3 separate regions of the Zea mays genome follow, and regions 1 and 2 are each linked to region 3. Evidence: chromatin contacts called from public Hi-C data. All regions are on one chromosome and are shown on one strand. Each heading gives the region's core, a stretch centred on a gene start, on an enhancer-like site or on the middle of the called end of the contact. The rest is flanking DNA. Distances are from core to core; before and after follow the strand shown. Region 1 holds the start of LOC100277623. Region 2 holds the start of LOC100193180. Region 3 holds the start of LOC100383416.

The links. A called contact is a pair of places that touch in the nucleus more often than the background predicts.
Region 1: a Hi-C map of bundle sheath shows a contact between it and region 3, with 3 times the contacts expected there. The contact joins the promoter of LOC100277623 here to the promoter of LOC100383416 in region 3. A contact is called at or near these places in 2 of 25 Hi-C or Micro-C datasets (bundle sheath and ear).
Region 2: a Hi-C map of leaf shows a contact between it and region 3, with 7 times the contacts expected there. The contact joins the promoter of LOC100193180 here to the promoter of LOC100383416 in region 3. A contact is called at or near these places in 4 of 25 Hi-C or Micro-C datasets (ear, endosperm, leaf and 1 more).

Annotation. Positions count from the first base shown.
Region 1 is chr10:35,495,198-35,499,101 of Zm-B73-REFERENCE-NAM-5.0, forward strand. LOC100277623 reads right to left here and starts at 1,253. Exons shown (of 2, transcript NM_001398266.1): 1 at 656-1,253; 2 at 1-429. The coding sequence starts at 1,172. The coding sequence ends at 350.
Region 2 is chr10:36,712,113-36,716,071 of Zm-B73-REFERENCE-NAM-5.0, forward strand. LOC100193180 reads left to right here and starts at 2,171. Exons shown (of 7, transcript NM_001359304.1): 1 at 2,171-2,468; 2 at 3,424-3,806. The coding sequence starts at 2,255.
Region 3 is chr10:36,163,071-36,166,906 of Zm-B73-REFERENCE-NAM-5.0, forward strand. It overlaps LOC100383416, which reads left to right and starts at 2,137. Exons shown (of 10, transcript NM_001176069.1): 1 at 2,137-2,254; 2 at 3,019-3,603. The coding sequence starts at 3,042.

The sequences.
Region 1 (3,904 bases), core at 3-2,502, 670 kb before region 3:
GTTTATTTCCACTGGAGATGGCTGCTGCACACTCGGATGGTTGGTTCATCAGGCAGAGGCAGGTTGCTCAGCTGGAACAGAGAGCACAGCATGTCGGTCGGGCAACCAACCCATCTACTCAGCCCCTATGTGTGCTGCTACCACAACTACCAAACTCTGCAGCTGCAATCATGGCAGCTGCCAACGCCCGCCGTCGCAGCTGAAACGCTGCACCTGGATCACTTTACAGCAGCAGCAACGTGTTCGCGATCAGGTCTGGTCATCTGGTTTCTTGTGTGGTGGCGGCCGGCATACCGGCATGGTGTGTGCTTCCAGACGGCGAAGAATGGCGCGCATGGTTCGGCGCCGTTCAGCTGCAAAGGCGGACGGTGCACGCCACCGCCTGCGCCCAGTACTTGAGCCGCGCCTTCACCTCGTCAGGGCTGTCACCTGCGCTATCCAAAAAGAAAGGACTGCATTCGTTAGAACATATGCCGATAAACAAAGAAGCGAACAGATCGTCGACAAGTGGTGTCCTTGGTTGGTTCCGTGACGGGAAAAGATTCCATCTTGATGTAGACAAGTTGGTTTTCTCCGCTCCGGTGACCAAGGAAGGAAGGAATCCCAAGTCAAGTCATGGAGGAAGACAGGCGGCGATCTGCTATGTGTTGCTTACCGGGGCTGGAGATCTTCCAGTTGGTGACAGGCGGCGACGGCGTGGCGGCATCTGGTGCGGCGGCCTCGTGCTGCTGCGGCTTCTCGTCGTCCAGCTGGAGGCGCTGGCTCATGGAGTAGCACAGCTCGAGCGCCGGCAGGGTGCTCCGGAGCTCGGGGATCTCGTCGTAGTTGAAGCCGAAGCCCAGGTCGGCGCATCCCTTGAGCTCCTCGAGGTCGTCGTCCGTGAGGCTCCTGGACCGCCCCACCGCGTCGTCTCCGCCCGCGAGCACGACGGGTTTCGAGTCCCGCCGCGCCGGCCACGCCGCCTCCCACTGCGCCCCACGCCACACGTCCTCCGCCTCGGGGTCGGCGACGCCGTCGACGGCGCTGGCACTGCCCTGTTTCCGGCTGCTGCGGCGTCGGCGGCGGTTGCGTTGGCGGAGAAGGCGTGCTGGTGGCGGGCTCGGCGGCGGGGAGGCAGAGGCGGATGGGGAGGAAGATGAGGGCTCCACAAAGGCGGAATCTGAGATCCACATCTCGGCGGCGTGGTGTCGTCGCTTGGACACTGAGAGGGGACAGCGAGGTAGTCACGGGGAGGCAAGAGGGTGTGAAATGGTGCTGAGTGGGTGGCGGGTGGGGGCTATTTGTACCGCCGGACCGGATAGAGGCTGGGGAGTGTGCGGTGCGGAGGCTCGCTGATGGTGGTGGTGGTGGGATGTGGGACCCGCCTTGGTGCATGGATGGACGGAATGGACATAACATGTGCCATGCATGGAGGAGCAGGTGGGGAATCATGTCATACGTACCAGTAGTAGTATGCATCAAGGCGTCAAGCATCATGCATGGATGATGGATGTTTCTAGCGATCGACAAAGGGATGCCTCTTCATTCTTCTTTTCTTATTAATGGTCGCGCTCGTGCTCCTCGAGTACTCAACAAAACCTTGTGATTTTGTGTGCCTCAATATATAGTAGGCTTGTTTGGCGAGTTGTTGATTGCGCTATTACTCGATTCATTTAGACGACCTAGCGTTAGCTTGAGTGCTAAACATTGCGTGGTGCATACTGTTACGATAATCATTTTTGGTAGTGTAAAACCAGTCCAAAATATAGTTCCTTTTTACCAACTTTTTTTGTGTGTCCACATTTGAATGAATAATAATAAACATGGACATACATACAAACTACATTCATAAGTTATCGATTGAACGTGTGTTTAGTTTAAAACAAATTATAATTTGGGACTGAGTAAGTATTTTATATTGTAGATAGCAATACTTGCAATATGAAGTTTAAATTAACAGGTGACATAGAGAAAGTGATAGAGCTGCTCGATATAGCTTTAAAACGTGTTCAACAGTTCACCCATATGGTTATTAAAAATATTGTTTTGTATTATGGACTATACTGTTCATAGACTGTACTGTTCATAAAGTGGAGTTTAAATATGGGAATAAGGATGAGTAAGTTGTTGGAGATAGCCTTGCGAGAGCTAAACTATATATCTATCACAACTAGAAATAACTATGGGGTTCCCGCGAGAATTTCCCTATTAAAGGACGGAGATGCTAGTAATTTAGTCTTCACGTAGATCAAAATAGAGAAATTAGTCCCCGCCAAATTTGCGGAACAGGATAAGAAACCATTCTCCATTCCCGTCTCGGCGTACCTACCCTTACAAACTAAATTATATTAAAACCTCAATATATAGTCTATTGTAAAATAACAAATTAAACTCAAAAATAGATGTCTCTTATAATTTAAATATTGTTTGTTTAATTTATATTATTATGATATAATCAATTTGAATTTTCCTCTAAATATTGAATTTCCTGAGACTGATTCCCTAATTAAGATCTTGTTTGATTGTATGAGTGTTGAGCACTAAATTGAGCGGCGAATGGTCCACACCTGTGGGCCGGACGGTCCGCGCGTGCGCATAGCAGATTATGGTTCCGAGTTTTGTGCTACGGTTGTTAGCTAGATTCGCCGAATTAGCTCGGAAATTAGTTTGTAAAGGGTCCAGCCCCCTCCTCTATAAATAGAGAGGTATACGACCGATTTGTAATGATGAATCGAATCAATAATACTTCTATCTCGCATTTATTTCCTGTACAATTAGGAGTAGTTCTAGTCTAGTTCTAGTTTAGCCTCTCAATCCCCAAATTCTCCGCTTCTCTTCGACTCTACGAAGATTAGAGGAGTCTAGGTCGGCCTGCCCGAGCCTATACAACTCATAGGATCTCTCCTCCCCGACGGGGTCCCTCTCGGGAGCGAGATCCAGGCGCCGCCGGCGACCTTCCGCCGCCCCTGCGCACGTGCGGACCGTCCGGCCGTCAGGCAGGAAACCCTAGCCTCGCGCCAGACCGCGGACCGTCCGGCCACTGGCCGCGGACCATCCACCCCTGCGCAGAGAGCACCACCGCTGGTTCGTGTTGAGTGATTGGCGCCCCAAAAGGGTGTCAACATACTTTTTGGCGACTCCGCTGGGACAACACGTCTAGACCCATCAAATCGACCCTCAATGGCCGGTTCAAGGGATAGTTCTGAAGTCTCCCTCAGCAACATTATAGAGCCGACTTGGGAATCCTTGCCGGCTGACGAACAGCTCCAGTTCGAGGAGCATAAGGAGCAGCTGATTCAAGAGACGAGAGCGAAGTTCCTAGCCAACTTCAAGGTGGACAGGAACAATAAAGTCGTCCGACAACGGGCGACGGATCCGGCTTCGCTCCGACCCACACTAGATATCCCCAATGTAAGTAATACAAACGAGCTACAATCTCTTAAGAATTATGTAGATGAACAACGAGAACAAATGCAAAATATCATAGGGAGTATGCAAAACGATTATAGGAGACTAATACGTGCATTTGATAAATCTAGTATTGCAAATTTTCCTTCGCACGAGGTTGAATTAGGGGGTAACACGCGTAATACATCGGCTATAGGTTGTCACGACCAGTCACAACCCCTTTATGGGATGCCGATGGAAACATACCCTGAGCAACCACAAATCGGCAGTAAATTAGTCGATCTGCACATGCCCGGACCGTCCACACGTGAGCGCGGACCATCCGGGCCAGCCACGGCCGGGGCCATTTTTAATGAGTTACCCAGACATGCACCCGAGCCACAACATATGGCACATAATCAAAACTACCAGTCGGACGGTCCGCATACAACGACGGACGGTCCGCATATAATCACTGACGGTCCGGGCCAATGTCCGAACAGTCCGCGCATGACTTATTTGAGGAGGATTGTTACTT
Region 2 (3,959 bases), core at 921-3,420, 550 kb after region 3:
CCTCTCGTGTCCCACTTTGCTACCACTTCCCTAGATTTTTCCATCTAATTGAAAACAAGTATACTGATAAGAAACAAGGATAAAGGCAGGACAGAAGGTAAAGGTACGATTCAAGGAGATGCAACAAATGGTACTAAGATCATAAGTGCAAAGGAAGCGTAAGCAAACAGAACACGTTGCACATATGGAGAACACAAGTGCACGACATGACAAATTGCAGATCACATAATTTTATTATCAAAGTAACAGGTGCCCTTAATACAAGTTCAGCCAATCATTAGCAATTTTCACATTAGTCTACCACTGAAGTACCCTAGATACCTCCTGGAACATAGGTAGCAATAGCCTAAACACTAGGCTACACAAAAAGTAGGCATGCTACCTAAACCATAGTTCCCGACCCACTAAATTAGAGCTCATTGTCACTAAAGGATAGCATCTGATCTGAATCGTATTCAACACCCCACATGTTTTTGAAGTGCTCGGCGAAGTCCCGGTCTTCACCGAATAGTTCTTCAGTTGAGGTTGGTGAAGACATGTCAAAGGGCACGTAATCGTCGACAACAAGGTTGTTATCATTATTGACCTTATCCAAACACTCTTGGCACACCAGAGAGTCTTGGTCCAACATGCTCACTATGTCCTCCAATTCTATACGAAGCTTGGTAGCCTCAAAAGAGGTCAAATCTTGTCCCAAACGTATTGTTTCCCTAGCTATGGACAAAGCTTCTTGGATAGCTCTTGCATCATTCCAATAGCCTTGTCGGCTATGGAGTTTGCCGAGTCCATCCGATTTGGATTTATGTAATTAGTATACCATTGCGTTGACAAACTAATAGGAGTAGATAATTATTATCAAACCCAACTAATGATTTGCATGCAGAGTAGCAGTCAAGCCTAACAAAATGAAAGTGGGTGGAGTACTAACACATGATTAATAAACAGGAAGAACCAAAAACATTGGAACATCTATGATTGTCTTACCGAGTAAAGGATTGTAGACGCACATTGGCACCCCACAACAATGTCCCCTGAACCAACATCATAACACAGAACACAATCACTGACACACATGTTGGACCAAAGTGAAGTTCATCAACATACCTTTCCAAGTCGGGATGCACGAACACAAACACGTGGACCGAATATGTGACCAAGATAACAATTCCTCGTTACAAAAGATAAGAACACAATTACGAATTGAGGTGGTACTTGTTTGTTTGAATCGTATGATGCACACCATCCCTAGAACAAATGGGATCGAATCACTAAACGATGCACGTAAGGTGCAAACCCTAAACACTGACGCATCTATGGTGGAAAACCTAGAAACGACGTATAGGCAACATGGGGGGGTTGCAGATGACGACGAAATGTGGCAGACCATACCTTTGTAGGAGCCAACGACAGCTGAGCGGACACCTGCGACTGCCTCATCATGTCTGCAGGAGCTGCAACCAAGTCTGACGTGACATGAATCAACGAGGTGGGATGCGCCTAAGGATGAAATGGAGAAGGTAGGGGGAATCCGGACGCGGGCGAGATGGGGAGGAACGTCGTGGTCAAAAGCAGAGAGCGAGGGGGATGGGAAATGGAGGAGACGGAAGGGCGGGTCAGGATGCCAGAGAAATGGAGGAGAGCATACCTGCGAAGACGACGACACAGCCTCAGCGGATGGTGGCATCAGAGGGTGGGGTTGAAACCCTAAATGGCAGCACGAGTGGTCATAGGATGCCGATGACTTCTTTAAGATGAGGGGACTTTGGTCGCTTCTTTCAAACCGTTGTGGGGTGCGAGAACTGATCCGGCGAGAACTAGAAGTAGAGGCCTCGAGTCTGCACATCGCGCCCAAAAAACGCCAATAGTAAAAAAGAATAATGAGTATAAAAGACGTTAGGAAATTAATGTATGTGGATGAGTCTTATAGGACGGAAGATTCAATTTGTGAGCCCAAGAGAATTGGATGTCAATGGTTAAATTTTTTTACATTTTTTTGAAAAAAAATCTCTTTACAATTCTCGAGAAAAAAAGAAAAAGAAAACTCAGCGATTTAAACCCGCACATACATCGGTGTGTTGCGGTGAGAGCCGGAATATACCCGGTTGCTCCCCCTTGGATCCTTGTTTGCTTCCTGCTGCCTGGCCTTCTCTCCTCCCCAAAATCAATCCCTCGCCCACAAAGGAGAGCCAGCCAAACCTTCCACCTCCTCCATTTCCAGCCCCGTCCCCACACCAGCTCGCGTAACCTCCTCCCCATGGCTGGAGGCGGCGGCGCAGGCGCGGGCTCGTCGTCCGGCGGCGGCGGAGGGGGCGGCAGGGAGGGCGACTGGGACTGCGGCAGCTGCGGCAACCGCAACTACGCCTTCCGCTCGCTTTGCAACCGCTGCAAGCATCCGCGCCTCCTCGTCGACCCCAACACCCCGCGCGACTCCAAGTGGCTACCCCGCGCCGGGGACTGGATCTGCACCGGTAACACCTCTCCTGCCACGCTACCCTTCATTATTACCCAGCCCTGAATCACCCGTCACTTGTTGTAGATGCAGGCTCTCATCCATCCCTATGCAGCGCATTGATAGTCTAGTGAATCTAGCATTTCTCCTTCATCCCTTGTGTTCGCTCTAGGTTTAGTATGTTGGTATAGCCCTGGTTATTATTGTAGACTTTGGGTCTGTTTGGATTCAAGATCTAATTACTAGCTAGCTAAAATTAGCTAAAATTGATTCTAGTGCATCCAAACAAGAGGGCTAATAGACGTGCTAATTTTTTAGCCAAGTTTTTAACTAGCTGTTAGCCAACTAGCTAGCCAAACTCAGCTAGATTTTAACCCATCTAGTAGCCCTAACTCATCCAAACATGATCTTTTCTAGTCATGCAGACAACATTTTAATAAGGTAAGTTAGTTGCATTTGAAATGATGAGTGTTTATTTTTTAAAACAGAGCAGGTGTAAATAAAGGAACTAGAAACTTCATTCAAACTAAGAAAGGAAACTCTACAAATTATTTGACCACCGCTCCTTAAGCTTTCCATGCAAATCAGTTCAATCACCCTCTTTGATCTAGAATTTTTTGACCAAACTGTATACCTCTCTTATAAGCACTGTAATCAGGGTAGTTAGTACCACTATATGTTCTGAAAGTATCTTGGATGATCTTTGTTTGTGTTTTAATTGTTGCTACTACCTATTAGAAATATTTTCATTATTCCTTCTGTTTATTTTGTTCATTGAATGCTGCTATATGTAGATAATATTAGAAAAAAACTTTACCAATGAATGTGCTAAGTAATGACTAGTGTGCGTGTGTCTATTCCTTTCTATGGGTTTGTGCGTGATGGCTGGTCATGGTGGTGGTGGGTGTGGGTGTGCTTCGGTGCGTTTTGCTGCCTACTGTGCTGGTTGGTTTATGCGGCAAATGGATGAATAGGTTGCAGTAACAATAATTATGCATCCAGAAAGAACTGCAAAAAGTGTGGCTTGCCCAAGGAGGAAGCAGCAATGCCAGCATTGCAAATGGCAGGGATGGCTATGCCAGCTTATGCAACTTATATTGCAAGACTACAAAGCCTTGCTGCTTCTGCTTCTGCCTATAACATGAACTTTGGGATGGCTGCCAATTCACCTTTGCAGCAGCAACTACTTGCAAATGCAAACTGGCCCTATGGGATGGCTGGTAGATATGGGATGCAATCTTCTGGTTGGCCATTTGGCAACGGCAACCCAAATCAGTTTTTAGGTGTTCCAAAGGATTGGCGTAATGGAGATTGGTTCTGCAGCTGTGGATCTCATAACTATTCATCTCGTACTCAGGTAATTATAAACTACGCTAATCTGGTCCAGTTGAAATCATAGATAGCCTTAACAAATGTTTCTCAATTTTGGCTGTGCACTCTGACCTTTAATGTGTTTTTGGTTCAACTTTTTTCTGTAATGCATTAATGCCCTCCTTAATCTCTCTTTTTC
Region 3 (3,836 bases), core at 887-3,386:
CCGGTATGCCTTTTGATTAACGAACTACCTCCTTTATTGAGGTCAAGATGTCCGTCCGTTCCCATCGGTGTCTTTGCGGGCTTTGCATCCTTCATCCCAAACCTCTTGAGCAAGTCTTGAGTGTATTTTGTTTGGGATATAAAGGTTCCTTACTTGAGTTGCTTCACTTGAAATCCAAGGAAGTAGTTCAACTCGCCCATCATTGACATCTCGAACTTTTGCATCATCACCCTGCTAAACTGCTCATAAGACTTTTGATTAGTAGAACCAAATATAATGTCATCGACATATATTAGGCATACAAAGAGATCACCATTGCAAGTCTTAGTAAAGAGAGTAGGATCAGTTTTCCCAACCTTGAAAGTATTAGTAATAAGGAAATCTTTAAGGCATTCATACCATGCTCTTGATGCTTGCTTAAGTCCACAGAGCACCTTAGAGAGTTTATAGACGTGGTCGGGATACCTGTCATTCTCAAAGCCAGTGAGTTGTTCCACCGTAGATAGATTAGAATAACTACATATTAGATATGTACTTTCGCCGTCACGAGGGCGCGGACCGTCTCGCCCCGTGCTTATATAGTCACAAGCACGATAGTCCGATTGTGTGCCAAACAAGGTGTTCAAGAGTATGCATAATGATAATGGCATCTCTCCAACTGTAAAGTTCAAGCTTCCTGTTCAAGTATCTGCAACAGTACAAGTGCCACTTGTATTCTTAGCATTTGTCGCCTTCCGCGTTGCTTGGCCATCCGGCGAGGATTCTTCAGAGGCCTTTTTTGATTGACGTTCACTGTAATCAACTCAAGTGGCAACAAATCCTTGCCGTAGCTGGAGTGTACACTTCAAAATCATTTTGCGGCTGCGCTGATTTTCCAGAACTGATGGCCTACGAGGTGTGAAGAAAAGCCCCCATCTAGCACTTCGCCCGGGTCGATGTTAAGATCTTTTTGTGTTGTCTGCCGACCACACCCGTATTACTCCTTCCGTTCTCCAGACATAAAATTAAAAACTAAATATTTGAGATGAAAAGTGTTCGTTTTAGCTTTTGTATGAACTTATTAATTCTCTAAACCATATTTTAATTTGGGATACTTATTTTTGAACGGAGAAAAATATCTGCTTTTAGAAAGTTGTTACAAAGTCCAACCACATCCATATTATATAAAAGAAAAATTATACAAAACCTGATGGTTTCTTATGTTCCTCCGTGGCTCTATGCATTGATCGATGCTTACAATTTTGCATGGGAAAGTATCCTGTTCCATTCCTCTTTTCGGTGACACAGTGGGTACTAGTTTAATTGATATGTAATAGCTTTGTTTTATTTGATGATTCAGAGGGTGTCAACATGGATCTCGTCTAGACCTGAGTATGAACCACCTGATCCGATCAACTCCACCGTACCTGCCAAAAAAATTTTAACGGACCTTACCAATACAATGGACTTGTACGAGCTATAGTTTTTTACCACAACAATATACAAGCCTAGTATAAGCTATAATTTTGACTCAAAATCCAACATAACCGGAAAAAACTTACCCGCCATGTCCAACGGAAAGGGCGGTGCGTTGGTGTGCGACCTCCCCTATTCCATGTCTTGGTGGTGGTGGCCCGAATGCTCAACAAGAAAGATCTGAAACTATGCACGAGTTAGACACAGGCCAAACCAAACGACCCACCACACGCTTAAACAGGTGTAATCTGGCCTGTCTTGAACTCGACTACGTGTACTCTCGCCTATCTTGAACTCCACTGCTATTCTGTATCATGCTCTCGACAATTTTGGTATTTTGAATTTGAATACGTCAAGGAAAAGTTGAGATAAATGAGTTCCGTTTCTTTGCCGTGCTCAAGTTAGTTTTGTCAGCGCTACTTTTTATCCTTTCAACACTTGCGTTGCATAAAGATACACTTAAGAAAATACTGCTGTTTCTGTTCTCATATTTTAGATGGGAAAAAAAATCTATTACTCCCCAAAAAATATCTGCCCTTGTGAAGAAATTTCATGTTTGCCAATAATTTCCCATCCTCAGAAGTTTCAGAAATGCGAAAAGAAAATAGGAAACAGACAAAAAAGGCAGAATCAGGAGGCTAGACGAAAGGAGGAGAAAGAGAGAACAATCAGTAGTTTTCTTTCTTGTTGGACATTCGGGCGGCCAAAGCAGCGGCCCCCTTATCTCCAGGGACCAGGGGAGGTCGCACACCAACGCACCGTCCTTCCCTTTCCTCCTCCTCCTCCCTCTCCTCGGAAGGTGAGAACCTCCAGCGATCCTCGTCTTCTGTGTGTGAGTTCTTTGTTCTTGGATGGGATTCTTGCCTGCTACCACCTGATTCTCGTTTCGAGGTGTCCATCCCTGGATACATGGATGGATTAGGATTAGCAATCATGTGTTGTTAGTGGGCTCTGATTCTTGTCCACTTAATCGCTGTTTTTTTGGGGTTGGGGTGGGGGGGGGGGTATTGATTTTGTTTTTGTTTAAAGTTTTGGTTGTGGATAAGCGGCAAGGTATCTTTCTCCGTCTTTAGGTATAATCGATGTAAATGCGAGGTTGAAACACTAATTCAATCGGTAAACGGAGCTCGGTTGTGAATTTCTCTGTCGCCGGAAATGAAACATCTTTTTTGTGAGCCCTCAATTCCAAATCTTTGCGCGTTGTATCGGTGCCCCTATCCATCCAGATTGCCGCGGATTGATTTGCTAGGAAGCGGCAGAACATCTGCCGCTATGTTTAAGCCTGCACATAATTTTTTTTCATTTTTGTTTGGCACAGTTTTTCTTTTGAAACGAGGCTTTCCCCGTTTCCAGTATAGAATATTGTTTGGCACAGTTTATTCTCCATTTTCTAGCACATTTTGATTTTGCAATTTGTTTGAGATGAGATGGATCAAGGGCAACATACTGATGATTGTTATGCACTATTCCTGCGCATGATTATAACTGACCTTTTGTGTGTATCGGAGAATTTTAGAAGATTGGTTTTTAATATTGATTAACCGTTGTAATGTCTTTGTGCAGGTCAAGTGACGGTATTTGTGACCATGGCAGGGACCTTACTCCAGTCAGTTGCCCTGGGAACACCATTTGGGGGTCGCATGAGAACCCATTGTTGGAGGTCCCATGGCACCAGGAGGCCTGCCTCTATGTTGGCAGTGTCACTTAGCCGCCCTGTCAAGATGTCAGCATTTGTGGGTCTAAGATCAGTGCATAGCTTCTCGGTCACACCGACGGTGTCCAATTCCAGGTCGGCAGTTGCATCTTACAGGTCATCGCGACAGACAAGACGATCTCGTTTTGTCACTCAGGCAATGTTTGAGAGGTTCACGGAGAAAGCTATTAAGGTCATCATGCTTGCGCAAGAGGAAGCAAGGCGCCTGGGCCACAACTTTGTTGGAACTGAGCAGATCCTCTTGGGTCTGATTGGAGAGGGCACTGGTATTGCAGCTAAGGTGCTCAAGTCCATGGGAATAAATCTTAAGGATGCACGTGTGGAGGTGGAGAAGATTATTGGCCGCGGCAATGGTTTTGTTGCTGTTGAAATACCATTCACACCACGTGCGAAACGTGTTTTGGAGCTCTCCTTGGAGGAAGCTCGCCAATTAGGTAGTTTGATTATCAAGGTTTCTTGTGAAATGCTGTCCTTGCACGTTGCCTTAAATTTCATTTTCTAATCTCTCCAATTTATGCATGAAAACATGGTAGAAGGAATTGCTGGTCAATGTCCTTGTGATACACTTTTGGTCTTGTTTTCTAATTTTACTTATTTGTATTCGAACAAAAATAGCCTATTGACCAATGTTCTGTTTTCCCAGAAAGGAATTTCATTTTCCTATTAC